Regions from separate parts of the Sus scrofa genome. Here all the other regions are linked to region 1. A link is a contact called in public Hi-C and targeted proximity ligation data. All regions are on one chromosome and are shown on one strand. The core of a region is the stretch at or near the end of the contact, and the rest is flanking DNA. Distances in the headings are between cores, read along the strand shown. Region 1 overlaps TMCC3 (transmembrane and coiled-coil domains protein 3). Region 2 overlaps NDUFA12 (NADH dehydrogenase [ubiquinone] 1 alpha subcomplex subunit 12). Region 3 has its middle 77 kb from the start of CEP83. Region 4 has its middle 47 kb from the start of NDUFA12.

Region 1 (2,672 bases), core at 97-2,596:
GCTTGTGGCAATGCCAGACCTTTAACCCACTGAGCAAGGGCAGAAATTGAACCCGTATCCTCACAGACACTATGTTGGGTTCTTAACCCACAGAGCCACAGTGGGAACTCCTTAAGTTTTTTTCTTGTGAAAAATGCCAAACATAAGTAAGGTGAAGAGAAGAATATAAAGAAACCCATATACCCTCACCTTTCTGATTTCATATTCTCCCATACATAGTGTGCGTGTTTGTGTGTGCTGGGAGCATTTTAAAGCAAATACCATATTTTAAGCACAGTTTTTACCTGTCCCTTGTCCTGAGGCTGCCTACAGAAGGGACAGACACTCAGAATACATATCAAGAGGACCAAGGAACAAAGGCTGTGTTGATGCCCCATGTCACGGCCGCACACTGCTTTTTTCTCATTGACCTGCATGAAAGCGAAAGCTTCCGACTAACTGCATGACAACACATTCCAAGCACACAAAGCCTTTGATCCCTGTGGAAAACTTAGAAGGAACCAGGCAATTTTCCAGAAGCACCAGACTCCAAACAGTAATAAGCTAGGTCAAATGGACACGTCTGCCTGATACCCAGTTATTTCAGCTGTCGCCCCTGTGGCTCCTTAATTTCCCTGCTTCATGCCATCGAGATGGTGGAAGGAGTCTTTTTCACTAACTGGAACTGCCTTTTCTTTTTCCTCAAGTGAACAAAAAGGGAATTTGAATCACAGGAGTCCCAAGGGCAAGTGAGAACACAGAGATTCTTGTGGGGCTCTGGGGCCAAGGGCCGAGCTCTCTGAACGCTGACCCAGTCAGGGATGGACACACAGACGTGCCTGAGACGTGCTCCAGCCCAGGGCCTGGAACACAGCCCGCAAGCATGAAATGAATCAGAACCAAGAGGCTGGAGGCCCAGTGGAATGAGCGCCGGGGCCTCGACCCCATTAGAACGCGTTTTCCAAATGCACCACCTCAACCCAAGAGCTCCTTTCCTTCTTCCACGAACCTTCTAGGTCTCCATCCTCGGTAGATTCATCTTCACGGCATCCAGGCAATTTCACACACGCGCCTCCTGCCGCAGCACACCCACCGCATCCCCGCGTCATGAACGCTCCTGGGAATTATTTTAAACAGCAGCGTGGTTTGTAGGGGTGTCTACAAATCCAAAGATGATTCTCTGCTCTATTCTCTTCCTTTTTTTTTCTGACATCCATCTGGGGTTTTTTGGGGGGGTGTCCAGGAAACTGCTCTTTTGCTTTATCTCCACCCCCTCTTGCCAAGAGGCATCCCCCTGCCTCTAGGAACTGGCACACGCTGCTGTCTCCACACACAATGCCCACGCCCCGCCTGGCCTATTCCTGCCCGTGTCTCAGGGCTCAGATTAAGCGTCATTTATTCTAGGAAGTCTCCCTTGACCCTCTGACGGCCCTAACTTCCAGGAATTCAAGGGGCAAGACACGCGTCACACTCTGTACACGGTGACTGTCTTATGATCTGTCCGGTCACCAGAATGCAAGCCGAAGCCACTCCTCTGAGCCTCAGCAGCGGGGGCTCTTGTCTGCCGGGAGCCTCCCTGTCCTCATCTGCAGGGGGGACCCGCAGTCCCTCCCGTCCAAGAGGATGCAGGAAGGGCACGGGAGGCAGACTCGCGGGTTCAGGGGACAGCACAAAGGGCTCTAAGAATGTTAATAATGTCACTACTGATGATACATCTGCTACCCAGTTCTAAGGGATAGAAAGCAGTCCCATCGTTTTTTCATTTTTTATTTATTTATTTTTTTTTCCTAGGGCCGCTTCCCGCGGCATATGGAGGTTTGCAGGCTAGGGGTCCAATTGGAGCTGTAGCCGCCGGCCTACGCCACAGCCACAACAACTCAGGATCCGAGCCACATCTGAGACCTACACCACAGCTCACGTCAATGCCGGATCCTTAACCCACTGAGCAAGGCCAGGGATCAAACCCGCAACCTCATGGTTCCTAGTCGGATTCGTTAACCACTTCACCCCAACGGGAACTCCAGTTCCATCATTTTAACCTTTTGAGGATCACAGACAAGGAGAGCTAACTTCACGGAATGTTTATGCCCTTTCTCATTGTATCCTCATATAAATGAGTGGGGTAAGATCTAGCATTATTCTTCTTTTCCTGGGGCCACCCTGCTTTATTTTGTTTATTTATTTATTTAGTCTTTTTTTTGGGTCGCACCCATGGCATATGAGGTTCCAGCTAGGGGTGAAATTGGAGCTATACCTGCCAGCCTATGCCAGAGCCGCAGCAATGCCAGATCCGAGCCGAGTCTGCGACCTACACCACAGGTCATAGCAGCACCAGATCCTTAACCCACTGAGGGAGGCCAGGGATCAAACCTGCGTCCTCACGGATGCTAGTCAGATTCGTTTCTGCTGAGCCACGGTGGGAACTCCCAGCCTGCTTCTTTAGCACGTGAGGCTAAGAACCCTCCTCACAAAATGCTCATACCTCTTTTATGAAAACCATTTCCAAAAACACAGTGCATACAATTTCCAGACGTGCACGGATCCCCTGAAGTCCATGTTCTCTGGGCCCCCCCTTCAAGGCCCCGCATGCAGAAAAGTGAATTACACAGCAAAGTTCAAAGACTTATACACCCTGCAGGCCTGGGAGGCTATGAGAGTAAACAGCATCAGCAAGCATTCTCGAGCTGGGAAAC
Region 2 (2,672 bases), core at 45-2,544, 210 kb after region 1:
GGGAACCAAAATGCAGACTGATGGGTGCCCACTGGCCAAAATGAGTTCAATCTGAGCAATAAAAGAACAAATTATAGGGAGTTCCCTGGAGGCTCAGTGGGTTAAGGATCTTGTGTTGTTACTACTGTGGCTTGTGTTGCTGCTGTGGTGCAGGTTCAGTCCCTGGGCCAGGAACTTCTACATGCCTAGGGCATGGCAACCAAAAAAAAGAAGAACAAATTAGAGTAATGGATTATACCCATCGATTAAAACAACAGTTCACACATACATACATATAAATTAAAATTGGAAGAGGAACTGGACAGTTAGATGACCTCAGTGTCTCCTCACAAAATACTAATTAAGAGCAAAGGGAACATGAGTAACTGCAGAATGGAAAACCCTGGCAGACACACCCCAATCAAGGGGCAAGTTTTCAGTCATGAGACAAGTCAGAATCAGATGCCGTTCGATAGAATGCAACGTGAAGGTTATGGCAGTGCTTCTGTGACATTACTGCCAAGGATGCAGAGCCTGCATCTCGTCATGAGCAAACAGTGGGCAAACCCACACAGAGGGACATTCTACAACATAACTGGCCTGTAATTTTCCAGTGCTAAGATCCTAAAAACCAAGGAAAAGCTGAGGAACCAATCCAGGGTGAAAGAGATGAGGGAGAGAGAGGTGAGATCCACATGGAACGCGTCACTAGACCCCTCTTGCTATGAAGGACATTACTGGGACACAACAGGGTCTGAAGACTGATTAGAGAGCAGTGGTGTATCACTGTTAACCTCCTAACTCTGAGGGTTATAAGGCGGTTCATCAAGAGAATGTCCTTGTTCGTAGGAATTACACACTAGTGCATTCAGCTGTGATAGGACATCGTTTTGGCAGCTTTAAAATGATTCAAATACTTGTAACTTTTCAAACAGTTTAGGATTTGTTCTCAAAATTAAAAAAAAAAAAAAAAAAAAAAAAACCAACCTGTAAAATAGATCGCATCCTACCGTACCTTCCAGGGACGTACAAGGAACTTCAGAAAAAGAGCCAAAGGATTTACCCACGGTCGACAAGACCTACATGCTCAGGGCCCGAGCTATTTCTCCCACCTCATCTCCTAATACCTTCCCCTCACTTATTCCATCCCTGCCAAACTGGCCACACTGCTGCTCTCTGAATGCAAATGACACATCTCGAACACACGGTGCATCTGCGCCCCTAGTTCCTACTGCCTGGAGCTACTCACCCCCCACACAGCCCCCCTTCAAATGTCACTTCCTCAAAAAAGCCTTCCCTGACCCCTGTGTATATATATACATAAAACAGCTACCTCCTCCACAAAGGAAGGGGTTGCTCTTTACCCCTTTATGAATGCCAGCTTCCTCGCATTTACTGTTGCCTAATATATATATTTTCTGCTTCCCCTCATGAGAGCAAGGACTCCGCTTCATTCACTGTGGTATCCCTAGTGCCCACGATAGTTCTTGGCACCTGGTAGGTACGAAATAGTTATCTGAATGAGTAAAACCTGCCAACCTCTTCCTTTAACAGGCGTTAAAATAAATCTTTAAGTTAAAGGGTCCAGAGAAAAGAAAGGAAGCCACAAACAGAAAATCCAGCTGGAATACCTGGCTCTCTAATAAAAGATTAATCAACCCAACTTCAAATTTATTCATGGATCAAATCAAAGCTAAGAGTATAATTCTACAATGTATCGCACTCAGCAAAGGGGGCTTCTGAGAAACAAACAGCTGAGCTCACCCAAACCACTTCTCCCTACAAAGACCATCGCAGGCCTTTCCAGCTCCCCTTACAAACAAGGGTCATCAAAAGGACTCGGACCTTAGGAGGCTCCACACGACAAAGAAACTCAGCTTTGTGTTCTCAACTGCCCTCAGGCACCTGCTAGGGTGATGTTCTCGTCTATAGCTTTTAGCTTCTTTTTCATCTCCCATCTTATATATGAAGGGATTTGCTTAGCTGAATAGTACTTTTATCATTTCAGATTTTTACCTATTTAATAGTTTTAAATGTGTTTCATCCCACGTAAATGAGTCCCCTTCCCCAACCCCCCACACCCCCCAAAACAGAGACCCTGACACTGTGTTAGATGGCGGCTTTGAAGAAGATGGCCACCAATCTGAGGAAGACAGCCCACAGGGCTCCCACAGACTCTCAGGACCAGCCCCACCCCAAAAATAATCAACCAAACAATGAAAACTGGGAGGACACCTTGCCTCCGAAAGCCAACGTTCCACTTTGAGATCTTGGTCTCAAATAGTGCCCCTGGCATATACGAAGTCCCTCGGGAAAAGGCAGGCAGCTCCACACCTGAAACCACAGTTCCTCCGACTTTAACAGGCCGTACGTTATTATTTCCCACTCAAAAGAGCGTAAAAATCCAGCCTCAAATCAGTGTAAGGAAACAAGGGGTTTTACTAAAGACATAATCCAACACTGTGGTCTTCAAACGACGTCCCTGACATGAGTCAATGCTCCCAGTCAGTCCAAATAGTGGACGAGAGGTTGAAAAGTGGAGGCAGGTGAACTCTTACACATTTTGCTCAGCTCACCTTATATTTTTAAAAGCTATTCTATCCAATCTAGTAGCCTATTCAATTTAAGTCAAATAAATTCCCTTCCTCAGTTGCATTAGCCACAGTTCAAAGCGCTCTGGGCAGTAACAGTGG
Region 3 (2,672 bases), core at 122-2,621, 190 kb before region 1:
CTGCAGTCAGCCAAGCTGGACCGCTCACTGCAGCCTTGCCCTCCTCCAGGGGTCCCTGCCTCCACACATCTGTCCCCAGGATGCGTATCTGACGGAGGCCTATTTCAAGTGACCCTTTGAGCCAGCAGGTGTTTGATGCGACCGTCGGAAAACATGCTCCACAAGATGACACAGAAGGCTGCTTTCTCTTCAAAACTGAACGCAGTCCCCAGTGAGAGGCGACCAAGGGGCAGGCGAGGGTTCGCAGAGATGCACGTGATACCTGCTGAACACATTACTTGGTAATGACGTCATTCAAAGCCCTAAATATTTAATAAACTTGTTTCTCCCCCCCCGCTACATAAAAACATACTTCCCACGAATGTGGCTGCTTCGAGACGGCTGTGTCAGCACGACAGAGGCCGGCTCACACCGATGCCTCCATCCTCCCGCTGCCCGGGTCAGCTCGAGACGCCCCATCACCTAATTAGCAGCCCTCAGCAGGAGCTTAAGCAGGACAGACGGGACGATCTCACGCGACAGGAAGTCTGCAGGTAAGTGAATCCTGACATTGACTCAGCTGCTCAGCAGAGCTGCAGGGACCCAGCCCCTGTCCGTGTTTCTACTGCCGTCCTCGCTCTTGTCACCTCACGGTCACAGGATGGCTGCCACAGTTCCAGACGTCATGGTCTCCCATCGGGCAGGAATAAAGCGAAAGGGGCAGTAGCTGAGAGGCTGTTACAACTATCCTGGGAAGAACTGACCGACACAGAGCTAGTGGCAGCTGAGATGGAAAGATGCGAAATTTAAGATACACTTAGAAGGGAGATTGACACGCCTCTATGGTGGCAATGATGAGGAAGAGCCATCAGATGTCTCCACCTCGGGTGACTAGGGAGGCGGGGGTGGTGACTTCAGTGGAAGCAAAGCACAGGGAAAGAACAGATCTGGGGTAAACGGAAAACAACGACCTTGGGTTTTAGTCTGAGGTGCTCTGGCCCATCCTCGTACAGAGATTTTACAGGAAACTTATCATTGGATCCACGGCTCAGAAAAGAGGGAAGCGCTAACTGCGTAACTGGGGTCGTACCGGTCACCCAGGAAATGCCGAAATCCTGCTGCGTGTGCAGCGAGGAGGTGGACTGGAGATAATGGAGGCACAAAACTCCGCAGAGAATGATCTAGAAATCATGGAAGACCAGGGCTGGGAAACACAGGCACCGTCTTGGCCCCGGGGTAATGGATGGCCTGCCCTGAAAGCCTTTTACGGGAGGGAGGCACCGACTCCACGGGAGCGGTGGGAGGAGCCCGAGGGAACAAGGAAGTGAGGACTCAGCCCTCCAGAAACACAGCGCGAGGTGTGGTCACGGGAGGCCTTCCGACCCGGGAGTCCAAAGGCTGGTCTTGAGGGGGCCCTTGTGGACGAGACTTCCCTCTCTGCCAAAGGCCAGGAGCGAGGCGCGCCTACCACGCCTGCTGGGTTTTTCTCTGCGAGGACAGGATGGTTGGATCGGGGGCAGCCACCGTGTCGTCGGGAGGGGAGACAGTGCTGACACCCCGAGGCTTGGCAGGATGGGAAGGGGGGATGAGCTTGCCTCTTGGCCTTCGCCAAACTGATGAACTAGCCCCTCAGTCACTGACCTCCCCACTTCTTGTTGGGTGAGAAGAATAAATCCCTGCTTCTTAAGCCTCTTTCACTCTTGCTACAACAGCCTCATGAGATGCGACAAAATGAACTCGTCCTGTTTCCCGCTATCCCTGGAAACTATGCAGTGGGGACGACAGCTCCCTCCTCCTCGACGGAAACTCTGCAGACCTCTGAGTCTTGTCCTTGTCCTTAGGGAACAGTCTAAAGTCTCCTGCAACAGCAGACAGCATGACAGTTTGGGGAGTTAAAATGATCCAAGACTAGGAGTTCCCTGGTGGCTCATCAAGGTAAGGATCCAGTGGTGTCCCTGCTGTGGCTCTAGTTTGATCCCTGGCCCAGGAACTTCTACCCATCATGGGCGCAGCCAAAGAGAAAAACAAAATAATAACGCCAAAGACCGTTAAAACCCCCGACCCTGATTTCCTATCAGATCCCTCTGCCCCCGGCCTGTGTCAGGCCCAAAGCCTGAGGCGGGCAGGGCCGCAGCGTCCCTCTTTTTCCCCCTCGTGCTCCTCCTCCTCCACCGACCCGCGCCTCTACCTGCCAGTCCAGGTGTGTTTGACCCCTGAGGGTCAGGGTTGGGGGGTGATGAGGGCTAAAGCCATGGGGAGGGTCTCCCTCCAGCAGGTCCGGCTCTGAGCCCGCTGTGGCTTTTTGGTCTGTCCTGGGGGCACCTTGCTCAGCCGCAGGAAGGCTCTGCTCAGCTCTGGCTCCCTTTGGCTGCGCTTCCTCCCCCGGCCCCACCCACGGGCTCAATCCAACTCCCACCCACCAGGCAGATTCTTCTCCTGCGTGGCCCGTGTCAGTCAGACCCGCTGGAAACACGGGTCACCCCCCCCCTCCACCGGACTGATTCCGACTCAGCCCTCCTCTCTCAGGGAACCACAGGCCCCTTGAGCTGCCTCACAGATCCGTCTAAGCTCCCTTGGGGACCTGCTTTAAGGCGAGGGCAGCAAACCCCCCACCCCAGTCACCTCAGGAAAAAAAAAAATCTAAGGAAAGAAATAATTCAAGGTTACCCTCTTCTCTCCCCTCTCTCTCAATC
Region 4 (2,672 bases), core at 74-2,573, 170 kb after region 1:
AGTATTCTCTTTTCTAAAGGAGCCCACCCCTTTCCATGTGAAATAACCTTTGGTTTCCACAAAACCTGGGTCTTCTCCTGGCATCATAATGTATTATATGAGTTATTTGGGTGTGGAGGGGTGAAGTGAAGGAGCTTGGAGGCTACGTCGAGAGAAATTATGGAAAATTATATCTGACCCTCCAAATGTCACGATGTGTTATTTCAAGGTAAGTGAGTCGGTAACTGGCATTTCCTGAATGCCATTTGCTGATGACTGAATTATGTCCTTGTTTCTCTGGGTTTTTGTTCTGTAGTCATGGTGGCGGCAGATGATAGGAGAATGAGGGGGCGAGGGGCAGATGACTGTCTAGCTGTGACTCCACAGCCTCGTATACAGTGGAGAGCAAAAAAAGACAATTAGAAAAAGAAGTCAGAGGTCCTGTCGTGGCTTAGCGGAAACGAATCTGACTAGGAACCATGAGGTTGCGGGTTCGATCCCTGGCCTCGCTCAGTGGGTTAAGGATCCAGTGTTGCCGTGAGCTGTAGTGTAGGTCACAGATGTGGCTTGCACCTGCATTGCTGTGGCTGTGGCATAGGCCAGCAGCTACAGCTCAGATTAGATCCCTAGCCTGGGAACCTCCATATGCTGTGGGTGTGGCCCTAAAAAAAGCAAAAAAAAAAAAAAAAAAAAAAAAAAGGCAAAAATCTTCACCAGAAGATGCCTTCAATCCTGACAAAGTGCCAGTGTTGTTTGGGAGCCCCAAGGATGATCCCAAAGTAGACGAAGCAGGAGAGTAAGGTCACAGGAGCCCAAGGAAGCTGGTTCCATGCGTGAGCCCAAAAGGCTGCAGAGCCAGGCCTGTTCTCACTGAACAAGGCATATGGGGCTCCGTTCTTAGTATGTCGCTGATTATTTCTTTTAGAAGCAAGGATTTCATGCTGAGTATATCAGCTCTCTGAGTGCCCACATTTCCTTAAAAAGAGTGACTGGATTTGCAGATGTCATGTCCATGTGAACTGGCGTCCTTCTGGGACTTGGAAAGGCTGGGCTGCCCCAGGCGAGGCTGCCTGTCCCTTTTCCAGCAAAGCTGCTTAGATTCCTCGAAGATTTTATGGCTAAAGAAAGCGGCGGGAGCACAGACTTTTCTCGCTTCCCCTTCTACAATCCCAACAATATGACTGTAAAAGAATAAAGAGGAAAAATCTACAAGGACAAAACGAATGAGAGAGAAGGTGACAACAGACTAGAGAGTCCACAATTTAGGACACTGCAGTCCCGGGACGTGGGACTTAGCAGGACACAGAAAGCTGGAAATAGCCGTCTACCCCGTGACTTTTAGGCCGGAACAGAACTTTCACAAAGCAATTCTGAGCTGACGTCCTCTGGGGTTACTTCCTTTCATAATATGGGTCACTTAAGGTGAAAGAATGGTGCACTTTCATTTACCAAGTAGGGAGAGGGAATTAGGAACAGGTCGGTTGGTACCCCAGATCCAGCCTCCACCTCTGGCCAAGGAGTCTCCTTCTGGAGAGACGGGTCAGCCAACCCCAGATTCAGGGAGGGTTGGGGTGAGATATCAGCCCCAAAGCAGAGGTCGAGGTGAGGTCGGCTCTCTGCCAGACACACACACACGGAAGGGAGGGAGGAACGGTTACCCCGGAGGAAAGTCGGGGTCATGATGACAACAGCTCACACACACACTGTGCCAGGCGGAGTGCGAAACACTTCATACACTTGATTGATTCTCCCAACGACGGTATGCTAGAGGTACACTTCCCATTTTATTTTACACACAAGCAACTAGAGGCACAGAGAGTTCAAGTACATTCCCCAAGGTCACACAGCCAGGAGGGAGCAGAGCGGGAGAGGAACCCAGACGGTCTGGCTCTAACGAGAGGGGAACATGGGTCCAGGACGGCAGACACCGCAAAGGCGGACCACGGGGAGAACAGGGAGCACCATGACTTATGCTCCAGAACTTCCATAGAGCGTGTGGGCTGGCTGCTGTTTTATTATATTCCCAACAGTTACAAGGCGGGACAAGCAAATGGCAGGATGTCAAGCGTGGTCATTTTGAGCTGATCCTTTTTGGCTGTGGCAGGTCCCCCAGAGTGTAGGTCTTTGTAGCCCAACTAGTGACCCCTCAAAAGATGTCCTGTCTCAAGCCCTGGAAGCTGTTACTTTATGTGGTAAAAGGGTCTCTGCGCATGTGAATCAATTAAGGGTCTGGAGATGGGGATTCTCCAAGCCTCGCAGGAGACCTCAAGCCCCTTTGGACTCCTCAGCTCAGACCATTAGGTGAGGGGCTTACAGACCAGACACCCCTCTGCAAATACCACATGGAGCCCACATCATAATTCTATCCACTGGCAAGAACCTGCTGACAAACGTAAGTGGGGTCTCAGACTGATGAGTCTCTGGGCCAGGGTATTAACAGAAAAGTTGGCGCTGATGACACACCACCTTGGACACCCATAGAAGAAATAGATTTTAAGGGTTCCCATTGTGGCTCAGCAGTAATGAACCTGACTCGTATCCATGAAGATGTCGGTTCGATCCCTGGCCTCGCTCAGTGGGTTGGGGATCTGGTGTTGCTGTGAGCTGTGGTGTAGGTTGCAGATGGGGCTCAGATCTGGTGTCACTGTGGCTGAGGCATAGGCCGGCAGCTATAGCTCCAACTGGACCCCTAG

The links. A called contact is a pair of places that touch in the nucleus more often than the background predicts.
Region 2: a targeted proximity ligation map of alveolar macrophages shows a contact between it and region 1. A contact is called at or near these places in 1 of 47 Hi-C or Micro-C datasets (embryonic fibroblasts) and 1 of 2 datasets of targeted methods (alveolar macrophages).
Region 3: a Hi-C map of liver shows a contact between it and region 1, with 3 times the contacts expected there. A contact is called at or near these places in 1 of 5 promoter capture datasets (liver), 17 of 47 Hi-C or Micro-C datasets (alveolar macrophages, embryonic fibroblasts, fetal heart ventricle and 10 more) and 2 of 2 datasets of targeted methods (alveolar macrophages and skeletal muscle).
Region 4: a Hi-C map of liver shows a contact between it and region 1, with 5 times the contacts expected there. A contact is called at or near these places in 1 of 47 Hi-C or Micro-C datasets (liver) and 1 of 2 datasets of targeted methods (alveolar macrophages).

What each region holds. Positions count from the first base shown.
Region 1 is chr5:88,507,180-88,509,851 of Sscrofa11.1, reverse strand. The region is part of intron 1 of TMCC3 (transmembrane and coiled-coil domains protein 3); the gene reads right to left. Among named protein-coding and RNA genes, the nearest start is that of TMCC3, 99 kb to the right of the region's middle.
Region 2 is chr5:88,299,758-88,302,429 of Sscrofa11.1, reverse strand. The region is part of intron 3 of NDUFA12 (NADH dehydrogenase [ubiquinone] 1 alpha subcomplex subunit 12); the gene reads right to left. Among named protein-coding and RNA genes, the nearest start is that of NDUFA12, 8.3 kb to the right of the region's middle.
Region 3 is chr5:88,692,765-88,695,436 of Sscrofa11.1, reverse strand. No RefSeq gene overlaps it. Among named protein-coding and RNA genes, the nearest start is that of CEP83, 77 kb to the left of the region's middle.
Region 4 is chr5:88,337,957-88,340,628 of Sscrofa11.1, reverse strand. No RefSeq gene overlaps it. Among named protein-coding and RNA genes, the nearest start is that of NDUFA12, 47 kb to the right of the region's middle.